Linked DNA regions of Mus musculus: all the other regions are linked to region 4. Evidence: chromatin contacts called from public HiChIP or PLAC-seq and promoter capture Hi-C data. All regions are on one chromosome and are shown on one strand. Each heading gives the region's core, a stretch centred on a gene start, on an enhancer-like site or on the middle of the called end of the contact. The rest is flanking DNA. Distances are from core to core; before and after follow the strand shown.

Evidence for each region. Promoter capture Hi-C pulls out the DNA fragments that hold promoters and counts their contacts. HiChIP or PLAC-seq counts read pairs in DNA pulled down with a chosen protein or histone mark.
Region 1: a promoter capture Hi-C map of pre-B cells shows a contact between it and region 4, with 2.6 times the contacts expected there. The contact joins the promoter of Cd53 here to the promoter of Tmem167b in region 4.
Region 2: a contact with region 4 is called in a promoter capture Hi-C map of pre-B cells, with 4 times the contacts expected there. The contact joins the promoter of Prmt6 here to the promoter of Tmem167b in region 4. A contact is called at or near these places in 3 of 39 promoter capture datasets (embryonic stem cells, liver and pre-B cells).
Region 3: a contact with region 4 is called in an H3K27ac HiChIP or PLAC-seq map of microglia, with 11 times the contacts expected there. The contact joins the promoter of Lamtor5 here to the promoter of Tmem167b in region 4. A contact is called at or near these places in 3 of 39 promoter capture datasets (liver and pre-B cells) and 1 of 115 datasets of contacts at active chromatin or transcription factors (microglia).

The regions. Positions count from the first base shown.
Region 1 is chr3:106,788,228-106,793,760 of GRCm38.p6, reverse strand. It overlaps Cd53 (CD53 antigen), which reads left to right and starts at 3,612. Exons shown (of 8, transcript NM_007651.3): 1 at 3,612-3,794.
Region 2 is chr3:110,249,291-110,255,452 of GRCm38.p6, reverse strand. It overlaps Prmt6 (protein arginine N-methyltransferase 6), which reads left to right and starts at 4,454. Exons shown (of 1, transcript NM_178891.5): 1 at 4,454-6,162. The coding sequence starts at 4,482. The coding sequence ends at 5,618.
Region 3 is chr3:107,276,783-107,282,730 of GRCm38.p6, reverse strand. It overlaps Lamtor5 (late endosomal/lysosomal adaptor, MAPK and MTOR activator 5), which reads right to left and starts at 3,873. Exons shown (of 4, transcript NM_026774.2): 1 at 3,618-3,873; 2 at 2,800-2,861; 3 at 705-822. The coding sequence starts at 3,814.
Region 4 is chr3:108,558,880-108,565,088 of GRCm38.p6, reverse strand. It overlaps Tmem167b (transmembrane protein 167B), which reads left to right and starts at 2,623. Exons shown (of 3, transcript NM_026198.2): 1 at 2,623-2,818; 2 at 4,771-4,902; 3 at 6,129-6,209. The coding sequence starts at 2,809.

The DNA of each region.
Region 1 (5,533 bases), core at 2,363-4,862, 1.8 Mb after region 4:
TGCCATGTTGTGCTTGCAGACAAGAGCCTGACTCTTCTTGCTTGGGTTTCCTGTCATCACAGCATGACTGTCATCTGAGAGACTGTACTAGCAGCTGACTGAGACAGATATAGATACTTACAGACAACCATTGGACTGAGGTCAGGGACTCCCCTATGGAATAGTTATGGGAAAGATTGATGGAGTTGAAGGGGATGGCAACTCCATAGGAAGACCAAAAGTATCGACTAACTAGGACCCCTGGGAGCTCTCAGAGACTAATCCACTGACCAAAGTGCATACATGGGCTGGTCCATGGCCCCCTGAACTTATGTAGCAGAGGACTCAGTGGAGGATGTGCCAAATCATGTATAGACTTGATGCCCCAAGGAAGAGGGATGTGGGGAATGAAATGGGAGTGGAGAGGTGAGGGGGCACTGGGTGGGTGGATAGAGGAGCACCCTTTTAGAGGCAAGGGGAGCAGGTATGAGGTGAAGAACTCTTAGAGAGGGAACCAGGAAGTGTGGCAACATTTGGAATATAAAGAAATAAAACAATTTTAAAAAAGCATGAACAAGGGGATTGAAAAATTGTAAAAGTCAGAGGACCAGGATTAAAAGTAGTTTTAATTTGTGTCTTTCTGCTGGCTGAGGATGCTCAATATTTAAAAAAATATTTGTTGTCCACCTGTTTTTCTTCTTTGGAGAACTGTCTGTTAAGTTCATTGACCTATTCATCAATAAGCAGTTTTGAAGGTTTTCTTGTTTTTTGGGTTTTTGTTTTGTTTTGTTTTGTTTTGCTTTTGGTGCTTAGTTTGTGCAACTCTTTATATTTCTAAATATCAAACCCCTTTGAGATACAGCTGGCAAAGGTATTCTCTTCTGTATTCTGTCTACTTTCTGAGAGGCTGTGTAGATTAATTTTCTTTAATCCCATTTTTTAAAATCATGGGTGTATTTCCTGTTCTATTGGGATTCTATTCCAAAAAGGGGTTGGTTATACCAATCTGTTGAAGTGTTTTCCATAGTAGTTTTAGCATTCTAGGTTTTAAATTTTTTTGTTTGTTTGTTTTTTGTTTTTTGAGACAGGGTTTCTCTGTATAACCCTGGCTGTTTTGGAACTCACTTAGTAGACCAGGCTGGCCTTGAACTCAGAAATCCACCTGTCGCTGCCTCCCTGAGGCTGAGATTAAAGGCGTGCACCACCACCTCCCGGCTCTAGGTTTTAAATTAAGGTCTTTGGTGCACTTTGAATTTATTTTTGTAAAGGGTAAAAGAAAATACAGATTTAATTTAATTCTTCTGTTAGTAGCTATCTAATTTTGCCAGTTTTAATTCAATACATTTTAGTTTTTCTTTTCTTTATTTATTTATGTTAAATTTTATTAGATATTTTCTTCATTTACATTTCAAAAGCTATCCCAAAAGTCCCCTATACCCTCACCCCGCCCTGCTCCCCTACCCACTCACTCCCACTTCTTGGCCCTGGCATTTCCCTGTACTGGGGCATATAAAGTTTGCTAGATCAAGGGGCCTCTCTTCCCAATGATGGCCAACTAGGCCATCTTCTGCTACATATGCAGCTAGAGACAGGAGCCCTGGGGGTACTGGTTAGTTCATATTGTTGTTCCACCTATAGGGTTCCAGACTCCTTCAGCTTTTGGGTACTTTTTCTAGCTCCTACGTTGGGGGCCCTGTGTTCCATCCTATAGATGACTGTGAGCATCCATTTCTGTATTTGCCAGGCACTGGCAAAGCCTCACAGGAGACAGCTATATCAGGGTCCTTTCAGCAAAATTTTGCAGAAGTGTCTGCGTTTGGTGGCTGATTCTGGGATGGGCCCCAAGTGGGGCAGTCTCTGGATGATCCATCCTTTCGTCTTAGCTCCAAACTTTGTCTCTGCAACTCTTTCCATGGATATTTTATTCCTTATTCTAGGGAGGAATGAATTATCCATGCGTTGGTCTTCCTTCTTGATTTTCTTGTGTTTTGGAAGTTGTGAAATTTATAGAGGAGAAAGTGCAGAAAACCCTCGAAGATATGGGCACGGGGGAAAAATTCCTAAACAGAACAGCAATGGCTTGTGCTGTAAGATCAAGAATCGACAAATGGGACCTCATAAAATTGCAAAGCTTCTATAGGGCAAAAGATATTGTCAATAAGACAAAAAGGCCACCAACAGATTGGGAAAGAATTTTTACCAATCCTAAATCTGATATGGGACTAATATCCATTATATACAAAGAGCTCACTAAGCTGAACTCTAGAAATTCAAATAACCCCATTAAAAATGGGTTACAGAACTAAACAAAGAATTTTTGACTGAGGAATATGGAAGGGCTGAGAAGCACTTGAAAAAATATTCAACATTCTTAATCATCAGAGAAATGCAAATCAAAAGAACCCTGAGATTCCATCTCACACCAGTCAGAATGGCTAGGATCAAAAATTCATGTGACAGCAGATGCTGGGGAGGATGTGGAGAAAGATGAACACTCCTCCATTGCTGGTGGGATTGCAAACTGGTACAACCACTCTGGAAATCAGTTTGGCGGTTCTTCAGAAAACTGGACATAGTACTACCAGTAGATCTAGCAATACCTCTCCTGGGCATATACCCAGAAGATGTTCTAACTGGTAAAAAGGACACATGGTCCACTATGTTCATAGCAGACCTATTTATAATAGCCAGAAGCTGAAAAGAACCCAGATGTCCCTAAACAGAGGAATGGATACAGAAAATATGGTACATTTACACAATGGAGCACTACTCAGCTTTTAAAAACAATGAATTTATGAAATTCTTGGGCAAATGGATGGATCTGGAGTATCACCCTGAGTGAGATAACCCAATCACAAAAGAAATCCTTTGATATGCACTCACTGATAAGTGGATATTAGCCCAGAAACCTAGAATACCCAAGATAGTTTTTTTTTAAACAAGATTTGTTTACTTATTATGTATATGTATATGTATATGTATATGTGTATGTGTATGTGTATGTGTATGTGTATGTGTATGTGTGTGTATATGTATAATGTATATGTATATGTATATGTATATGTATATACTGTAGCTGTCTTCAGGCACACCAGAAGAGGGCATTAGATCCCATTTATAGATGGTTGTGAGCCACCATGTGGCTGCTGGGAATTAAACTCAGGACTTCTGGAAGAGCAGTCAGTGCTCTTAACTGCTGAGCGATCTCTCCAGCTGCATTTTTGTTTTTCTAGTTCATGTTTTGATACACCTTTGTCCAAAAGTAGATATTCAATCCTACACAAGTTTATCTCTGTGTCCTCTACTATGCTATATTGATCTACAAGTATGGTTTCATTCCAGTACCATGCTGGCTTGGTCAGTATGGTTTAGTAGTATAGTTTGTGGTCAAACGGTGGGGACACATACACAGAAACAGACCCACGGGTATTTTGTAGTTGCTGCTTCAATTGAGAAGCACTGTTCTATGGCCAGGAAATATCACTCAAATTACTGTAAAGTTCACCAGAACTCAGATTGGTGTGTCAGACCTTCTTTAGCTTCCAGAAACCAGCTTAGAATAGGCTGGGAGTGGAAGCCTCTGCAAGTTCACTGAGGAACAGTTGACTATCTGAGCCTAAGAGAGAACACTCAGTCTCACTTCCTCACTCTTCTCGCTTGGGTTTCCTGTCGTCACAGCATGATTGTATTTTTTCTCTCTTCACTTCTCCTTTTACACAAATAGACATAGACTTCTGGGTTACAGGCTGTGCTGGCCACCTAAAAGATAATCAGTGAATTCTACCTGAAGTACTGAGGGACACTGCCTTCAAAAGGTAAGATTTATGACTTTTAACAGCTCTAAATCAGCTAATAAGGCACATAGCATTTTGAGAGTCTCCACACATCCCTTTAGTAACTTTAAAATGTGATGTGTTTACAAATATTTAGATCAGCACTTCCCTTAGGCAACTGGGCTAGAAATACTTTGATTTAATTGGTGTTTTATTTTCTGATATCTCTTTGGGCCTAAGTATTCATAAGCTTACATTATTATGCCACTTGAATTGCTTACTGTATATGGTGGTTTCTAATGCTTGAAGTTTTTGAGGTGAGATGAGATGAAATTGGGGAGATCTTCTATGTTGTTTTTTCTTCAAAAACTTGAAGTTTCATTTTAGAGCAGGGAGGAAAATCATAACCAGAGTGATTTAGAACAGTAGCCAGAAGACATGTTGTCTTTGTTTGAAAACATTTTAAAGGAAAGTTAGTGCTGAGAATGTCATGTTTTGATATAAGATAGATACAAAAAACCTGCAACATAGGTGTTCTGCAATGTACTTCATGTATTTTATTCCTATGGCTTAGTTTGGGGGAAGGTAAACATTGTGATCTGAAGGGCTTCTTTCTTCACTTTAAATGGTCTGTGATACACAAAGCTTGAACATTGACAAATTTCACATAAAATGTGCAGCAGAGAGGAAACCCACATAACTTGATACAGTAATAGTTTCCAACTTGCAAGCCATTCTAGGGTGTAAGTATTCAGCAAAATGATAGTCAAGCTTTGGTCAATACAAAATGTCTGTATCAGGTCTTTCTTGGTCCAAGAGCTGTGAAGAGCTCATTTGATTATAATCTAAAAGGGAGAAAGTAAAGTATCCATGTCCACATTTTCTCACCTAAAATTCAAGGGAGATGATTGGGAGTTAGTTGCAGCTTGTCAGAGCCACCCTCAGAGGCTACTAAACCTTATGTTTATAAATAGTGACCTAAGTGAACTAAGTTAAAAACCATGGGTTAGGCACCCTTTGATGTCTGACAGTATACTGTTGATACAGAGGAGAAATGAAGAAGAATGGAGAATTTGCCCAGTAATAGTTTTTTCCATGAGGAGCTTTTCTTGGTAATCATATCTATTAGAAGATTGAGCCAGAGAAGAATTTTATCTGCTGTGTGAGCAATGTTTTGCTTTCTCAATCTCGATCCAAATCTTCACTGCTTTGAAACTGGTTGATTAAGAGCAGATGCCAAACTGAAATGTGGTTTCCTGTGTGGGCCAGTTAAGGTTATTTTGCTTTTAGATATGATGTTTGCTTATCTTTATGCTCACAGGAAGTGATTCACAGCCTAGGCCAACACAACTACCTCACTACCACTCAAAGGATTTCAAGTTTTTTGTTAGCAAGAGGCAAATATATAAAGGAAAACCTCTGTTGTTTTGATATCTTCTATGTCCTCTGACTGCCTAGAAGCCTCAGACTAGTGCTTAGCTTCCTCATTCCCCACTACCCTGCAATGTCCCAACAGCCAGGCACTGTGCTCAGGTTCTAGAAACACAAAGTTAACGGATGTGGTTGTCAATCACAAAGAGATTACCATGGAGGGCAGATATTAGGACACACATAACACAAAATAATATGCTCTTTTCTATAAAGTAGGGAGAGTGCACACAATATACAGGAGTTCAGGAGTTTTCCAAAGACTCCCTCAGAGAGAAGACTACTATGAATGTATTATAGAGACTGGAACCATTAACATTTCCAGTTACAAGGCACTACATATGTACTCAAAG
Region 2 (6,162 bases), core at 3,205-5,704, 1.7 Mb before region 4:
AGTGGCCTTCTCTGGCCTCTCCCAGTGCCAAGCCTCAGCTGCTCTCCATGATGCTTTCATAACTCAAAATCAGTATCACCTGGGTGATTCTTACACATTACCAAATCCAGATGCACCACAAGGTACAACTTTGTCAATCTCTGGAACACAGCTTTTTTGTGCTCTCAGAAGACACTTCCCAGAAGATGTCATCTCAGTAATGCTGGTCTCTTTTTAATCACAACTAATTTCTTAGCTCCAGCTAACCAGTCTCAATTGTCCCAGTAGTCCCTTCTATTCTTGACTCTAAAGTCAGAGCCACATGGCCAAAGCTGCCAAGTTCTGCTTCTTATGGGGCTGGAACATGGTCCCCTTGTTTTATTATATTATCACCAGCTTTCTGTTTTCCAACTCCTTCACTGCCTAAGCTTGGCTGTCTTGGAACTTGCTCTACAGACTGACTATTTGCCTGTCTCCTAAACACTGGGATTAAAGGTATGGTTCACAGTGCCTGGATTTAATTTTTTCTACACTTAGAACTTGCTCTGTCTAGGCTGGACTTGAACTCAGAAGAGATCTGTTTCTCTTTGCTTCCTGGGATTAAAGGTGTTGTTACCATGCCTGGACCTAAATTCAGCTGGGTAGGATCTTGCCCCAAGATCACTACTCCCTTAATTCAATTTAATTTAATTTAATATCATCGAAATTATTTAATATCATTGAAAACAGGATTCAGCCCCATTTCACTTCCTGGTGTCCCCTTAATACTAGAACCATACATTTTATATTTTTCCTTTCTCAGCTTGCTACACTTATTTAAAAGTCTCTTCACAAGACCTAACCAGAGAACAGAATCAATGATGGGCATCTCTGAGACTTCCTTTGTCAATGCAATTAACCTGAGATTCTTTATCTTCACCTCAGGTAGACTCTTTAGACAGGGCAAAGAGTGGCCAAACTCGTCACCAAAATACAACAAAAAGAGTTTGCAGGCCACATATTGAAATTCTCCACTGAAACCTCTGGGGCCAGGTCTGCACAATTCAAATCACTCTCAGTCTCCCACTATTCCTACTAGGATAGCCCATTAAGCCCCCATTTAAAGCATTCTGCTGGTTTCCAAATCCTAAGTCCCAAAATCCACTTTCTTCCAAACAAAAGCATGGTCAGGCCTATCACACAATACCCCCATCCCTGGTACCAACTTCTGTATTAGGTTGGGTTTTACTGCTGTGAACAGACACCACGTAACTAAGAAAGGCCAATCACATTGAAACCATTGATGTAAAGTGATGAGAGAATTCTTTTCCAGAATTCGACTATTCCTGAGTATGTGACCCAGAAAAGATGTATTGGTATAAATGGGCAGTATATCTTGATACCAGAGGAGTTAGAATTTCTGACATGAGGTGAGATAGGAAGGGATGGGGTGGAAAAGAATGGGAAGGGAAAGGATGGGAAGGGGTGGGATAGGAAAGGATAGGATGGCATGGTAAGGGAAGGGAGGGTATAGGAGGGGAAAGAATAGGTTGGGAAGGGAAGTAATCTGAGGTTACCTGATTCTCCCAGCCAGAGAAAGAAAAACCCCTAAAGCTAATGATGTGATTTTATATGGGTTTTCGTAAAACCCATATTAGCAATTATATGGAGAATGGGTTAGTTGGGGGTGTGGCTAGCTGCAGTAAGATTCCATCAGAGACTGCCAGGCTAGAAAGACACCTTCATCTTCTGTAGAATTGGACTTTGGTAGTAAGAAGTGTGAAAAAGTAGATGAACTGACAAACTTTTATTTAAAGATTTTTTTTACAAGAAACTAAAAAGAAGTAAATTAAAAATTGGATTTATAATAAACACATTCTGGGGCAGGGAGATGACTCAGGAGGACAAACACTTACAGCCAAGCCTGACAACTGGAGTTGGATCCCAAGTACCACATTATAAGGAGAGCCCCAACCTCCTTAGCTGTCCTTTAACCTCTACAAGCATCCTATAACACACAAGCAAAATAGCAAAAGTTAATTAATTAATTAATTAACTCTTCAAAAGTGAAACACTAAACACACCCAAAAGGGAAGCTGGCGGTTTGAGATCAGAATAAGAGAAGTATAGGCTAAGGGAAAGCTCATTGTGTGTTATCAAATTCTCACATTTATAACTAATCTCATGTGCTCTTCTAGGCGTTACTTCATTAACGGAAGATAAGAAACCAAGGTAAAAAGGAAGAATACCTATTTTATGGATTTTCAGTTATAGGTTGCTGAGCCCTGACTATTGAAAATAATGATATAAGATTTAATTAAATCAAAATTAGCCATAATCATCTGGTTTCACATTATGATTCCCCAGCAGCTTTAAAAACTAGATGCCCGAGTTCCCCTGAGTGGCTCTCATTTAGCTGGGTTGAGGTGGACCCTAGCATGGGTATTTCAATAAAGCTCCATGGAGGGTTCTAATGAGCCAGGACTGGGAGCCTTGAGATTACAAGTACAGCTGAGGATTTCACATTAATAAACCAATTTCATTAGCGACACTGATAGAGAGAAAAGGGGAAGAAATTCTGTTGCCTAGAAGTTTAATGTAGTTAAGTATTTTTAACACACACACACACGCTAAAAGCCCATTTTCTTTTGTGTGATCAGTTTTTAAGCTTGAAAAATATTATTCTTAATAAGAAAGTAGTTTAACATCTTTACATTTATTAATTTTATTTTTTTTGTCTCTATGTTTGGACATCACATACATACTTGATACTCTTGGAGGCCAAAGGAAGGCAACAGGTCCCCTGGGACTGCGGTTAAAGCCAACTGAGAGCATTCATGTGGATATTCTAATCTAACCTGGGTCTTCTGGAAGAGCAGCCAGTGCTGTCCATTGCTCCTGTTCCAGATACCAGTACACATTCTTTAAATTATTGTTTTTATGTTATGGCCAATGAAGAGATTAATTTATTGTTAACCAAGCTTCTTTTTGACTAACAGAAAAAATAAAATAACTGAGCCTGTGGGTATCAATTCTGGCTTTAAAAGGAGATATAGCAGAATTTTTTTTAAAAGTGAATTGCATTGGAAAAGAAGTCAAAAGAGATGAGTTTCACCATTTCTCCAAGCAAGTGTTTTTACACAGATACATAGATTTAAGTGTATGTATGTGTATATATAAGCTGGTCACCAAAGACACTGGAAATGGGTTTGAGAATATCATACCCTTGATGTTAATTGTTCTTTAGTTTGAACTACAGAAGTTTCAGAACAGGACTCAAGACCAAGTAAACTATTCTCCAGAGACACAGTGGTGGCTGATACATTTCATGGCCACAGCACTTCTTCAGTATTTGCCCTGGAGCTTAACGTACCTCAGGGATCACTTTGGACTCAGAATCAAGATCTTGTATTATTTGGTTTTCACTTTGCGTCATACATATTCTTTGTATCCTAACTCTGGTTAGAACAGAGAGTTTGGTGAGTTACAACTGTCAGAGAAGGGACAAGAACTGTGCCACATAATTCAGTAGTGGGGGGCGGGGGAGGTCCTGTGAGGGAAACATAGACTTGTAGCTGTAAGTGGTGTGCCTACATCAAGAATGTGTAAAAATGAGTGTAGTGACTATTCCTGGCTATCATCAACTAGACTATATCTGGAGTGAACTACAGTCCAGAATTGGAAGGCTCACTCACCTGTGATCTTGAGGCTGAAAGACACAGGTTTCTGACTTGAACCGAGTGGAGGTTTTTTTGTTTGTTTATTTTTTCTTTGAGGCAGGGTTTCTCTGTGTAGCCTTGGCTGTATTAGAACTCACTCTGTAGACCAGGCTGGCCTCGAACTCAGAAATTCGCCTGCCTCTGCCTCCCAAGTGTTGGGTTTAAAGGCGTGAGCCACCACGCCCGGCCTTGGCAGGAAGATCTTGAGGCATATGGCCATGAAAAGTTTAGCCTCAGGCAAGGTAGTACATGCCTTTAATCCCAGGAAACTTGAGACAAAAGCTCAAGGTCAGCCTGGGAAAAGGAAGTCCCAGATCCGGAAGTGGTGATACACACCTTTATTCTGGGACACACCTGCGGGAGGCCTACATAAGGTCACTGGAAGAAGGAAAACTCACTTTTTCTGCCAGGACGCCGTGTGGGACTGAGCAGCTGCTAGATCCTTGGATTTTCATTCACAGCTGCTGCTGACCATCTTTGGGGACTACAGATTGTAAGTCATCAACAAATTCTCTTACTCTACAGAGGCTACCCATACGTTCTGTGACTCTAGAGAACCCTGACAAGGGGTAAAAGGAAAGGGCAAAAACTGAAAGGATCTCGGGAAAATAGTGTGGTCTTAGAGAACAACTTGTCATGGCGTTAGAGGAAAATAACGGTGTGCCAAGATTGACTCTGGTTGAGCCTCTGCCCTCAGGAAGCGGGATGCAGGAAGCGGACTACGAATCCCAGCAGGCCCCGGGGACTCTGAGCCTGCGCACCGCACCGCGCAACGAATGCTGGGGGTCGGCTGCCGGGGCCAAGATGTCGCTGAGCAAGAAAAGAAAGCTTGAGTCGGGGGACAGCGGAGGCGCCGGCGCCGGAGGGGAGGGAGCCGAGGAGGAAAATGGCGGGGAGCAGGAGGCGGCCCCGCCACGACCCCGGAGGACCAAGAGCGAGCGGGACCAGCTGTACTACGAGTGCTACTCCGACGTCTCGGTCCACGAGGAGATGATCGCCGACCAGGTCCGCACCGAAGCCTACCGCTTAGGCATCCTGAAGAACTGGGCCGCGCTGCGAGGCAAGACGGTGCTGGACGTGGGCGCGGGCACCGGCATTCTCAGCATCTTCTGTGCCCAGGCCGGGGCACGGCGCGTGTACGCGGTGGAGGCCAGCGCCATCTGGCAACAGGCCCGGGAGGTGGTGCGGCTCAACGGGTTGGAGGACCGCGTGCACGTCCTGCCGGGCCCGGTGGAGACCGTGGAGCTGCCGGAGCGAGTGGACGCCATCGTCAGCGAGTGGATGGGCTACGGACTTCTGCACGAGTCCATGCTGAGCTCCGTGCTCCACGCGCGGACCAAATGGCTGAAGGAGGGCGGTCTCCTCCTGCCAGCTTCCGCGGAGCTCTTCGTGGCCCCGATTAGCGACCAGATGCTCGAGTGGCGTCTGGGTTTCTGGAGCCAGGTGAAGCAGCACTATGGCGTGGATATGAGCTGCATGGAGAGCTTCGCCACGCGCTGCCTCATGGGCCATTCGGAGATCGTGGTGCAGGATCTGTCCGGAGAGGACGTGCTGGCCCGGCCGCAGCGCTTTGCCCAGCTCGAGCTGGCCCGAGCCGGCCTGGAGCAGGAGCTGGAGGCTGGTGTGGGCGGGCGCTTCCGCTGCAGCTGCTATGGTTCCGCGCCTCTACATGGTTTCGCCGTCTGGTTTCAAGTGACCTTTCCCGGAGGGGACTCGGAGAAACCTCTGGTGCTGTCCACCTCGCCTTTTCACCCGGCCACCCACTGGAAGCAGGCGCTCCTCTACTTGAACGAGCCGGTGCCGGTGGAACAAGATACGGACATTTCCGGAGAGATCACCCTGCTGCCCTCCCCGGACAACCCCCGGCGTCTGCGCATACTTCTGCGCTACAAAGTGGGAGACCATGAGGAAAAGACCAAAGACTTTGCCATGGAGGACTGAGCGTTGCCTTTTCTCCCCCTCCACCTTCTTCGGAAGGTCCGAAGAGAAAGGGAGATCGCCTATGCAAGTTGGGGACATAGCTGTCTCTTTTACCTCACCGCTCCAGTCTTCATTTGAGGACATTCTTCTGGCAGTGTTTATTTTAAAAGTGAGCATCCCTGACCAAGGACTGATGCAGTGTGCTTACTAACGGGCTTTTAAACCTGGAAAGCATGTAGTATAAAGAAACTCTTGTATTTCTGTTTCTTTTGTTTAACTGCCGGGGTTGGGGGGGGGGCAATAAATGTGATCTTTTTATAATTGGTCCACGAGCTAATCTGACACCTCCCCATCCCTATCAGTATGAAACTGGGAGAAAGGCAACATGGTCTGATTACATTTCAGAAACTTGCAGAATGATTTTTAAAGCTGTTTCTTTCAGCTGGAATTCTCTCAAGTCTTGAGTGCCTACCTGTGCTTCCTTATATTCTAACGTTCATATTGTTAGTAAGGAAGTGGGGCACAGGAGAAGTATTTTAAATAACCCTGCTCTCCTTACGCTTAA
Region 3 (5,948 bases), core at 2,624-5,123, 1.3 Mb after region 4:
TACATATATCGATATTAATATCTTCTTTTTCCCTTGCCCCAAACTGACCAAAGTATGCATTTTTAAAGGTTCACATACTCTATCTCTGTGCAGGTGTGCACATACAGGTGTGTGCATGTACACACACCTATGTATAGGCACGGAGGTCAGAAGAAGGTGCTGGGTGTCCTCTATTACTGTGCAACTATCCTTTGATGTGTGGTCTTATCCCTGAGCCTGAGCCTCATTTTCTCTGCTACACTGGAGGACAGCCAGCTCCAACAATCCTCCCATCTCTGCCCACCCCCTCGCCCCTGACTGAGGGCTGAGGTTGCAGGTGTTTGTTGTGTGGGTGCTGGGGTACTAGTATATAAGCTCTCATCCTCGGGACTGTGGCTCTTAAGCACTGGCATTTCTCCAGCCCCACAGTTTTGTTTTCTTCCTTTTATCACTTAGCATCTGAATAAAGATCTTTATCTAGGAATATCTTTAAGACCTTACTTTAGGGAATTCTATGCAGCTAATCATTTTTTGTGTTTTTACTGTTTTTCCTTTATTGGAGTGGCAAACTGATAGTTCTTATTTTAATGAAGTTCTGTTCTCATGAGGCCTGGATGTCCAATGGCTCTGTGGTGCATTGACTAATGAACTACCACTGAATGCAGGGGAAAGCCCAATCAAGTTTTTCAGAACAAAAAGAAAGGGGTGTGCTGGTATGTACTCACCCATTATCTGATTCTAAACATACCACAGGGATGTCGGTGGGGTCAGAGGTTAGCCTAGCTGCCTGCTGGGCTAGAACAGATATGACTCCAGCGTGCTCATCCGACAGGGTACCACGGCCTAGAGAATAGTGAGAAGTGTCTAAAAATTAATATAAACCTATAGTTTAGTATCTCCTCCAGAATTATTTGTGAAAAAGAAACTCCGCTCACGGCCTTTTTGCCTTTAGGTTAAGTACTGACAAGAAAGGATCTCTCTCACCTGGTACTCAGCTGAGTCCATTAGTGAGAAAGCCTGGCAATTGTTCTTAAATCAGCAAAGTCGTAAACGACATGTAGTTTTCAGAGTTATTCCCCTCACTATCTCTAAACACCTTCTCAAGCATATAAGGAAGCTGTAATTCAAGTCATCTGATGGTAGTAACTATTTTATAGGAACCTTGCTGAAACCAAGAAATTCAAAGGCGAGAGTGACAAAAAGCATTCAGTATGGATAAGGGGCTTGTTGATGCTAATTAATTCCTTATGGGAAATCTGAGTTTCTCTTCCTATGCTCAATCTCAAAGAAGCAGCCATTACTCAGAAGTCCAGTTGTAAGATCACCTTGCCAGCATATGTGAAGACCTGTGAGCAACTATTTCTGCTAGCAGAAGCTAGCTGGGCTCCTTTCAAATGTCCCCCGAGTCTTTACTATTACTTTGACTTGTATTAACTAAATCAGGCTCTAGGCACAAAAGGTAACCACCAAGCTTATTATAGATCCCTGAAATAAAGGGGTTTACTTACACCTAAAACTAAGGTAGTAGACAATATAACCTGGCAGAAATTCTGGATTGACTATTACTACATAAAAAATCCGTAGGCCAAAGTGCAGCCCGGAAATCTATTGGAAATAGCAACTTCGCACCTTGAAGGTTTTACTTAGTTTTTTTTTTTCCTCCACATTTGCATTTAAAGAGTTTTCATTAGTAACTTGGCAAATGCTTCAAAAAAATTTACCTTTGTTCCAAATGGCTGCTTTTTGTATAAGACATAACTATATTACTTTTGTCAGGTATCATACCAGCAAAAGATCAGAGCTCTAAAAAACCTGCATCAGTTATAAGGATTCTTGGGTTTACTAGTTTCTGACATTAATTAACTTTAGCTATTTACCTTTCTGGACTTAGTTCCTTATCTGTAATTGCTACAATTTATTGAACACCACACAAACACATCTTGGTTCTGTACTGGGTGTTTTAAGCTTTGGAGCCAGCTTTAAAAACATCCTATCTCAACCATTCATTAGGTGTTTGACCCTGGGCAAGGTACTTTTAAGCTTGCTAAATTTCTTGACCATAAAGGGCTTTGGTGGGGGGGGGGGGGCAGGAAGGGGGGTTATGTACGTTTTATAATGAAAACACTAAGAATAGTGCCTGGCTGGGCATGGTGATGCACACCTTTGTTCCCAGCATTCAAGGGATAGAGGCAGGCAGATCTCTGTGAGTTACAGGCCAGCATGGTCTACAAAGTTTGTTCCAGGACAGCCAGGGCCACGTAGAATAAGTTTTTAAAAAAAAATGTCTTAAGACAACACACACATAATGTATGTATGAAATAAAATAACCCAATGAAGAAACTGAAGCCCCAAGAGGCTCCTTCTGTTCGGCACTCATGTTGCTAGCAGACAGCATCGGAGAATGGGGTTGAAGTCAGACGTGTCTAACTAGGAAATCCCTATTTTTACTGACAATAACTTACTGTTGAGAGTGGCTGGACTAGCAGCCAGCATCATCCATTTTCAGGGTTATTGAGGCAATTAAGGAAATAGTGTAGCCTGACTGTGCCTGCACAGGGAATGCATTCAGTAAAGATGTCCTTATCTAAAGCCCTTTTCTAGACCACTTAAAATTTATTCAAAACCATTTTAGTAGGAACAGTTGTAGAACTGGGAGGAACATTTCTGCCTTTAAAATGCAACTGAAAGGCTTCAACCATCTACTCTTACTTGGAGATAGTCTCTATGCCCTAAAGGTAACAGGAATAAAAGCTAGAAAATAGTAGCAGTGTAAGTTAAGGCTCTCAGAACTTCAAAGGGAGGCTGGTAGGAGACACTTACAGCCCAGATTAAGTCCTTGTGAATCTGTGCATAGGACTCCAACAATGGATGGATTCTTCATTCTAATTTTGGGAGCACAAGAAAGATGAACCAGATGATGTGAAGAAAATATTTCAAATTACTGTAGTAAAACAGATTTTCTATGCACCGAGTATTAAGCACTTCAAATCAGCCCTTAAATTTTTTCGCCCCCTTTCAGAGGACAAACTGTGAGTTGTTTAAATAAACAAAACAAAACCCAAACCATTTTCTCAGGCACCTCTGCTTCACAAAGACACAAACAAGGCAGTTATCTTTAGGGCTCTGTCCTTGGTATAGAAGCATGCTCTAGGACTGCAACTCCTGAAGACAACTGTTAAATCTCAGTAACGGGAATTGCTCCTGGAGGGGATTAAGAAGCTCAAGGAGGAGGTGTCTTCTTGTAAGCCACTTTACACCTCCCAATTTTAAATTTTACAGAGATAGCTGAAAAACTTTACGGATATATTTACTTCACAAGCGCTGAGCAACTGACGGGCCACAAACGCGGGAAGATGTGCGTGAAAGTGCTTTGGCACTGCGGGGGCTCGATTTAGCACACCCGGGGCATCCTTCCCCAAACTTAATCCGTTTCCCAAACTTCTCAAGAGCTACTCGATTCTGCGAACACGCCTAACGAAACTTTACTACCCAGTAACGAGCGGCCCGGCCGTAGGCAGAAGTCACCCGCTCGCCGCCCCGAGTGCCCCAAACGCTTCCGCAGACACTCGCGGTCCATGCCGCTGTCCCATTCCAGCTCCCCTGTCCGGAGCCCAGGACCGGCCGCACGCACTACTCACGTGTCCTCCAAATGCTGCTCCAAAGTCGCCTCCATCCCGCAGGCTGTCCGCCCCAGGCCAGGACCCCGCAGCAAAACACTTCCTCCTTCACCGCAAACCTCGATCACGTGACTTGACCGAGGCGGGCGCCTGGACGGCGTCTCCAGAGGGACGAAATTCAGCGCGGCGCCGCGTCCGCGCTCTTTACGAAAAGGCATAGCTACTACCACAGGACCAGTGATGGCTGGCTTTCGATTGGGGGTGCTGGGCCTTCAAAGCAATCTGTAGTCGGGCCTCAGGGCCTTTTCCTGACCTAGCACTTGGACTTAGTGATTTTTAACCTTTGGATTTGGTTCAAGCAATTTCCAGTCCTAACCAGACGTAGACCTGGTTTAAATTTTAAAGTAACCAGCAGGTCTGGCATGGTCTCATCTATGCAATAGGCCAATCGCTAAGAAGACAGTGCTCAGTTTCTGACCCTAGGTCAAGAGGCTGAGGTGTATACTTTACCTATCAAAGCAGAACTGGCCTCCAGGTTCTGCATCCCTCAGTTCCCACCTGGCATACCTTGCCCCCAACCCTGAACTTTCCAGCCCAGGGGCTGGGCTGCCCTTCCCTTTCTATAGGGCTCCTTTCTATAGAATCCAGACATTTTGGTCTCCTTCTCCTTTTCTCTCTCTGCACACATTCCCCCTTCTCTCTTTCTTCCTTCCTTTCCCAGGAAACTTCGCTGGCCTTGGTCCTTGGGGCCAGTGAACTCACCCACCGGCTGGCAGCTTCCCAATAAACCTGCCTTTAACATCATCTACTCTGGTTTAAATTGATTCATTTCACCAACATCGGAGGAGAAGTAACCTATCACACAGGGCCGATGGGGAGGGGTGCACACACGGGACTAAAGGAAGAGATGGCACACGTTGAAACCCCAAACTGCGTGCTGGGAAAGTGTCAGAATCTTAACATTGGTACCTTCTTTGTTCTCGTAGGTTGGCCTCGAATTCTCCCACCTTTGTCCTGTGATTTACTGCCATGTGCCATATTTAATTTGCATTGATACTTCTAATAGCTAGGTCATGGGAAGTTTTAGGGGGAAGAAATTAGGTTTAAGTTTTAGGTGTTAGTGAAGACCGTGTATTATTACTTTAAAATAACTGAGCTTTAAAATTTTTATTCCCTTTTCTGTTTTAGAGACAGTATCTCATATACCCCTCATTGCCCTCAAATTTGCAGTGTGTCCGAGGCTGGCCTTGAAGTATTGATCTCTCTGCTTTTACTTCCCAAGTGCTGGGATTACACCAACATGCCTGGGTTTAAAAACTTTAGAATAAACTAACCACTCATAGTCCTACTGTGAAGAGATGATAGTTTGATAAGGATATTTTGGAGACTATCTTTTCCATATGGCTATCTTTGCAAATGTATTATTTGAATTTTTTTTGTTTTTTGTTTTTTGTTTTTTTTTTTTTTTTGTTTTTCGAGACAGGGTTTCTCTGTGTAGCCCTGGCTGTCCTGGAACTCACTCTGTAGAGAAATGTTTTTTAAAAGCAAAATCAATATACATACTATATATACAATTCTGAATTATGTAGCAGGGATTCTTCACAGAATTTATTATAAATACCTTTTCAGGACAGTAAGTTTTTATTTACTTTGTTTGTAATAGTTGCAAAACACACCAACTTTGTTATCATAGCTACACCTAAAGTGAACTTACTGTTCATTAGTGACCAATTAAGTTGCTCTTGTGTCCCCTCCCTACCCTCTGTCCTGGTGGTACCAGGTTCTGTGCTGGTTGAATATTCTTTAGCCCAATATTGTGCATTTAAATTTTTTCTTCATGGTTAATTACTAGAAATAGAATTGTTTGGTCAAAAGTTATGGTCATTTTCAAGAAAAATATATATATGTATATATATTATTTACATGAAGAAGGGTTTATGAAAACAAGGGTGTGTCCATGGCTCATCTCTACCCCTTCCTGTGTAGCGTGCCTTGCACTTAGCTTCCTCTAGCAATCTGATCTCTGGCATTTACTCAGTCTGTTTTTTGATCTGGTGCCCATAATAGAAGAGGCCAAGGCTTAGCCACCCGCTCACCATTCACCATATTGTTAAAATGAAGCTCGCAGAATTATTATTACTTTTTAACTTTACAGTGCAGGGTTATCTCTAACATGTGATTCTCCTGCCTCAGCCTTCTAATGCTCTAATATGAGCCCCATATTTGGCTATGCTTCCAGAATTGTGTGTTTGTATGTATGTTCATGTGTGTCTTGATGCATGTGTATACTTGGATTCAGTGTGTTTGCAGATATTCATGCACGTATGTGCATGTGCAGTTGGGGGTCAGAGG
Region 4 (6,209 bases), core at 1,374-3,873:
CGCAGAACTTTGAACCCATTAGGCATGTGTTCTATGGCTGAGCCACATCTCTGGCCCTTGTTTTATTGAAATGAAGTCTCACTACATGGCAAAGGCTGATCTGAAACTCACTCACTCACTCACCCACCCACCCACCCAAGTTGGTTTCCAACTTGACATTCCCCCAGCTCAGCCTGTTTTATTTTTATGTATGTGTGAGTGGTTTGTCTGTGTGTATATTTGTGTACCACAAGCCTGCTTGTGTGCCCACAGAGTCCAGAACAGCAGTGTGGGGCCCATGTAGAAGAAACTCAAAGTAATAAAATTAATGTTATAGAGGACTTAATGATAGATTTCCTTCACACAAGTAGAATTTAGCTACTTTTGCCTCCAAAATAATTAAAGGTAAGTAGCATGCTAACCAGCTCTGTTAGATAAATGAAGTTTTGGATGCTAGGATATAAATGTTTATTCATCAGGAATGACCAGCACACATTAGATCATATCTGCCATTAGACAGAATTGATTGAAGTGTACTTTGGGACTGGGACCCAAGATGACAGTGTTTGTGAAATGCATGCTTGTGAAGTGTATAAGCCAATGTGTATATGAGTTAGTGTCTTAGAGTTTCCATTGCTGTGAAGAGACACCACGGCCAAGGCAACTCTTACAAAGGTGCTGGCTTAGAGGTTCAGAGGTTCAGTCCACTATCATCATGGTTGGAAGCATGGCAGTTGTCCAGGCAGGCATGGCTCTGGAGGAGCTGAGGGCTCTGTATCTTGATCTGACTACAGCCAGGAGAAAGGGTCTAAAAGCCCACCCTACAGTAACACACTTCCTCCAACAAGGCCACACCTCCTAATAGTGCCACTCCCTGGGCCAAGCATACTGAAGCTACCAGTTAGTACAATCCTGTCAAGGCTGACTCTAATTTAGGCATTAACCACAGTCAGCCAGGCACTTTAGTACAGATCTTTGCCTTCATCTCTAAGTGTGAGGAACAATTTTTATTATTATTTCTACAACAGGATCTCCTGGAACCAGAGGAACATATCGTTGTGAGCCATCACTTGGATGCTGGAAACCTAACGAAGGTCTTAACAAGAGAAGCAAATGCTGTCAACCACTAAGCCATCTCTGCAGTCCTGTCTTGCTTTGTGGAATGTCCTGTGTGTATACACACATATGTAATCCAAGTGATTATATTAGTGATTATGTTAGGGTTTTTCTATATATCTTTTGGTTTTTGATGCTGTAATTTCTTAATTTGAGTATATTTTTTTCAATGACTCTTTTTTTTCTTCTTCTGGTTTTTCAAGACAGGGTTTCTCTGTATAGCCCTAGCTGTCCTGGAACTCACTCTGTAGACCAGGCTGGCCTCGAACTCAGAAATCCGCCTGCCTCTGCCTCCCAAGTGCTGGGATTAAAGGCGTGTGCCATCACTGCCCGGCTCAAGTACTCTTTCCTACATCAAACACTGTGGCTACTCTACTAGTGGTTTCCTCCTCTTGACTGTCCATTCCAAGTCTTCTGACAGTTTTGTTCTAGGTAACCAGGCGGTTCACAGCCAGCAGATGGCACTGTAGCAGGAATGGACAGAATTCTTAGGTTTCTGAGTGCAGCACTTTCAGTCAGACTCTAGAAAAGCAGACCCAGCTGTCTATAATTGAAGGTCCCAGTTTACAAAGCAGAACCTAAAGCTTTGTTCCCTGCACGCCAGCCCACCATTAGACTGTCATCATCTAGTCAAAACATCTTCAGAGAAGCCAGGGTACATTTCTGAAGAGGTGAGGCCAGCATGACTTAAACTCTGCAGATAAAGGAAACTATCCTGGTAATTTAAGGAAAAGAAAGTCATTCTAACAAACAGGAAGCTGTCTGAATGCTTCTGACAACCGAAAGCTTTAGGATCGGAAGCATGTGGCTTTTGTTATAGTTTCTTATTCCGTTTACGAAAGTCAGAGGCAGCTTGGCTAGATTTCCGCAAGAAGCCACCTAACAAGGGCTGTCCCAGGAGTCCGAGCAACTACTGTGGTATCCCCCTCAGCACTCAAACTCTCGTCGGGTTTCAGATATTACAGCACATATTACTGCTGCAGAGCATAGAAGCAAAACAAACAAACAAAACAAAACAAAACAAACAAGCCGTGTCCCCAAGAACGGTCCAACTATCCTGACAGTGGTGACGTTTTCAGCTTGGTATGGTAAGATACAGTGACCCTGCTGTAGTATACACACGTGCGCCACCTTACGTGCAATTGCTTCGCATTATAGCCTGGTTCCCAAGTGTTTTCTCTTGGAACTGTACCTGATTTCACTACCAGTTGTCACCTAAATAAGTTGGAGGAAACGGGATGGCTTTCTTTTGTTTCTTGGTCATGAATCACTGGAACCCTAAGTTTTGTTCTCAAGTAGATACAACGGGGAACGACATGTTCTGGCACACTGAACATGTGTCACAGAGCAATCCCTACAGCCTTTATTTTTCAAACACACTGTCTGGGTCCAGTCGGTCTAATTAGACAGGAGCAAGCAGGCGGACTTCCGGTTGCCATGACCACAAAGGAAGCCTCGCCCAACACGCTCTCCTCCCACTACGTAGGGACGCAGACGCTACGCAGGCAGGGCGAGGCTTTGGCTCGACGATCAGCTAATTATGCCTGATTGAGTTCGGCGTTTCTCTCGCTCGGCTCTCGCGCTTGCGTACTACGGCTCGTTCCCCGTCACCACGGCCCGGATCGGGAAGTGTCAAGTGGGAGCCGGGTTCCCCCGCATTTGCAGCCGCCACAGCTGAACCCGGACCCCTCACCCCAGCCGGGCACTACCGCCATGACGAACGGTGAGAGCTGGGGGCCCGAGCGGAGGGTGGCGGTAGAGGACTGGGACCAAACGTGGCGGGCGGGGCTAGACTGACGTGGCCGTTCCCCCCGCCCCCTCCCAGCCCGGCCCCCCTGGACCTTGGGGAGCCCCTAACTCCTGTCTGGGATGCTCCTTGCAGTTTCTCTTTTCTCAAGCCCATCAAGGTACCCTAGTGCCACACCTGACTTTTCGTTATCACCCTTTACTCTCTTTTCTTTCCTAGAAGTTGGTTCTGGCCGCTGGGGAGGTCGTTCACTATAGAATTATGTTGTTAGTCCCCAGGGGAGAGAAGCTGTTATCCAGTTCCCTAAGGTCTCATACTTTCTGACAGTAAGCTGGTTGAAAGGACTTAGTAATGGTATCAAATCCCACCGTTTGCGGGGGAGGTGATTGTAGACAACCCCCAAAGTTTTTTGTTTGTTTGTTTATTTTGTTAATTTAAAAGACACCAAAAAAAGCCTTCATTCGTTTGACTAAAGTCCTAGTTGGGTGGCTCCATCTGGAGCTTCTGGCTAATACCGCAAAGGGTGGATTTAGAAGCCGCCTTTTATTAGTGATGGAGCACTTGTAATTTTTCCAGATTGCTTCAAACAATTTTATAGTCATGATTTTCAGGTTCTAGAGCATGAATTAAGACCTTTATAGTCAGTCTTACAGGAACGGAAATAAGAAAGCCTTTTCTAGGTACTATGATTGGAGAGGCTCGGGAAAGTATTTCTCATAGACTTCCATAGACGTGACACTGAAGACTGAAATGTCATTTCCTTGTGAATTTTGGCATTGTCTCTTAACTTATAGGAGTAAAAGAGCAAGACATAAAGGCATCCATAGAAACTGTCTGTGAGCTGACTGATATACTGGAACTAGCTGTGAAATAGTTTCACTGGAAGAAGTCAGTATAGTCCAGAACTGGCGGGAACCGACAAAGACCCTGATTGTATATAATATCCATTTGAAGCTTTCTGGGTAGTCAGTCTTACCATAGTACACAAAGTTAAAGAAGGAACGGAGGAAGACATAGTGTAAACTAGGAAATAAAATATTCTGGCACAGTTGATTACTGAATAAAATCTGCCTTTATGTAATTCATTTTGCTTACCTGGGTATCACATGTAAGAAGCAGAACTAAGAGCTTTCTGTGTCACCTAAGCATCAGATACATTTTTGTTTTGTTGTTTTGAGAGTGGGCTTTGCAGGTTGTATTTGGCATGCCTCTAAGCCGAGCGTTGAGTAGGAGGAGGCAGGCAGACCACAAGTTTAAGGCCAGCCCTGCCTACACAGCAGGACGCTGTGTGGAGCAGAAGCAGGATATGGGCTCCCTTTCCCCTTTGTAACTTGGGCTGCACTTAGCTAACACCAGTGTTCCAGGGGTGCATCGTTCTGCCTCATGGACACCAGTGCTTCCTGTCTTCCATTTTGTGCCCATCTTTTGTCCTGGCAAGAATATGATTTGTTAACTGTACTGTACTTGAAATAGCAACGGAGTATAGCAAAAGTGTAGCCATATGAGGTTTAACTCTTGGAATTTCCACTAACGTTTATGGTCCGCCGTAACATATGCTTTACCAACAGATGCAGATCTGAAAATCTTGGCTAAAGACTGAGCTTTCCTGCATCAGATGAGTGATTTATATCAAGAACATATGTAAATCTGTATGCTCAGACTCCGAGGACTAGCCGAGTACTAGCCTCAGTTACTTCCAAGAGTGCCACACAAATACACGTGTGTCTTCTAGTTTGTAGTGAGGGCGGGGGAGTGGAGTGATAAAGGGGCTTTTTACAAGCAGGTTGGGGAAACAGTGCCAAGATCATGGACCCTTCCTGTTTACCGTTGGCCCTGCCGTTGAGGTGGCCTCAGCACTGCAGTCTGGGCAGCATCACCTCCTCAGGCACAGCAGCATCAAAGACTCTCTCTCCTTCTCTTTGTGACAGTGTACTCCTTGGATGGGATCCTGGTGTTTGGTTTGCTCTTTGTTTGCACCTGTGCCTACTTCAAGAAAGTACCTCGTCTCAAAACCTGGCTGCTGTCGGAGAAGAAGGGAGTGTGGGGTGTATTCTACAAAGGTAAGGCCTTATCTGCATGCAGAGAGAGAACATACGTAGCTACTTCTCAGCAACGGAGTATAGCAACAGTGTAGCCGTATGAGATTTAACTTTCGGAATTTCCACTAACGTTTATGATCCGCCTGAACATATGCTTTACCAACAGATGCAGATCTGAAAATCTTGGCTAAAGATTTTTGTGGTTCTAGAATAGAAGGCGTAGGACCAGGGTGATATTTGGACTCATGTTTACTATATGAGTGTGTTTGTGGTGTGTTGTAATTGTGTGGTTGCTGCTGTGTACACTTGGCTAGCTGAGCTGTGAGCTTCTGGAACTTGTCCTGCCTACTTAGCCTACAAGTACTGAGAGCACAGGTTTGTATTACAATAGCCATATTTTACGTGATTTCTGGGATTTTGACTCAGGTCCTCACAATCATGTGGTAAGTGCTTTGCTTAGGGTCTGCTAATAAGATAAAGTTGAGGGAAGAGGTAAATTTTAAATTAGCCGTTACTTAAGGCATACTTGTTTGTTTTACTTTCTAGGTAATTTTGGTGTTCTAGGATTAAATAATGGACACATAACAATGCCAGGTGTGGCACATGCTTGTAGTTCCAGCTACTTGGGAAGCCAAGAAGTGAGCTTGTTCTTGGCCAATATTTGGTCTCATGGGGTGAGGTGGAGATATTTTACAAGTTAGATCATTTTAGCCTGGCCTGAAACTCCTCTTAGCAGGAAGAATAGTTTTCCACTTATTTTTGTTTTTAAGAGAACACATTGGATCCTTACCTTATATTTTGGGCACCTTCATCAGGAATTCTATATAAATATTTTTTAAATAGGGTAAAATAAGGACTGGCATGGTGACACATCCCTAGAATTCTATTGCATAGTGAGCCTTTGTCTCTAAAAGGGTTAGGGAGGACAGGCATGAGAGCACACACCTTTAATCCCAGCCCTGGGAGACAGAGGCAGACAGACAGGCAGATCTCTTAGTTCAAGGACATTCTTGTTCTAGGTACAAATTGGAAGCCAGCCAGGGCTACACAGTGTGGTTCTATCTCAAAAAGGGAAAAGGGGCCGGGGTAAGCAATCCATGTAGAGCCTAGAGCATAAGGGTGTTCTTTAAGAACATTTCCAGACTCTCGAAACCTGTGGTTCTCTTTAGAAATTCAGAACGTGGTTTGGAAGCAGCAAGGCTTTTGTGAAGAGCCTGGTATGACGTCTCTTTCTGTTTGTCCTCTAGCTGCTGTGATTGGAACCCGGCTGCATGCTGCTGTTGCAATTGCCTGCATTGTAATGGCCTTTTACGTCCTGTTTATCAAAT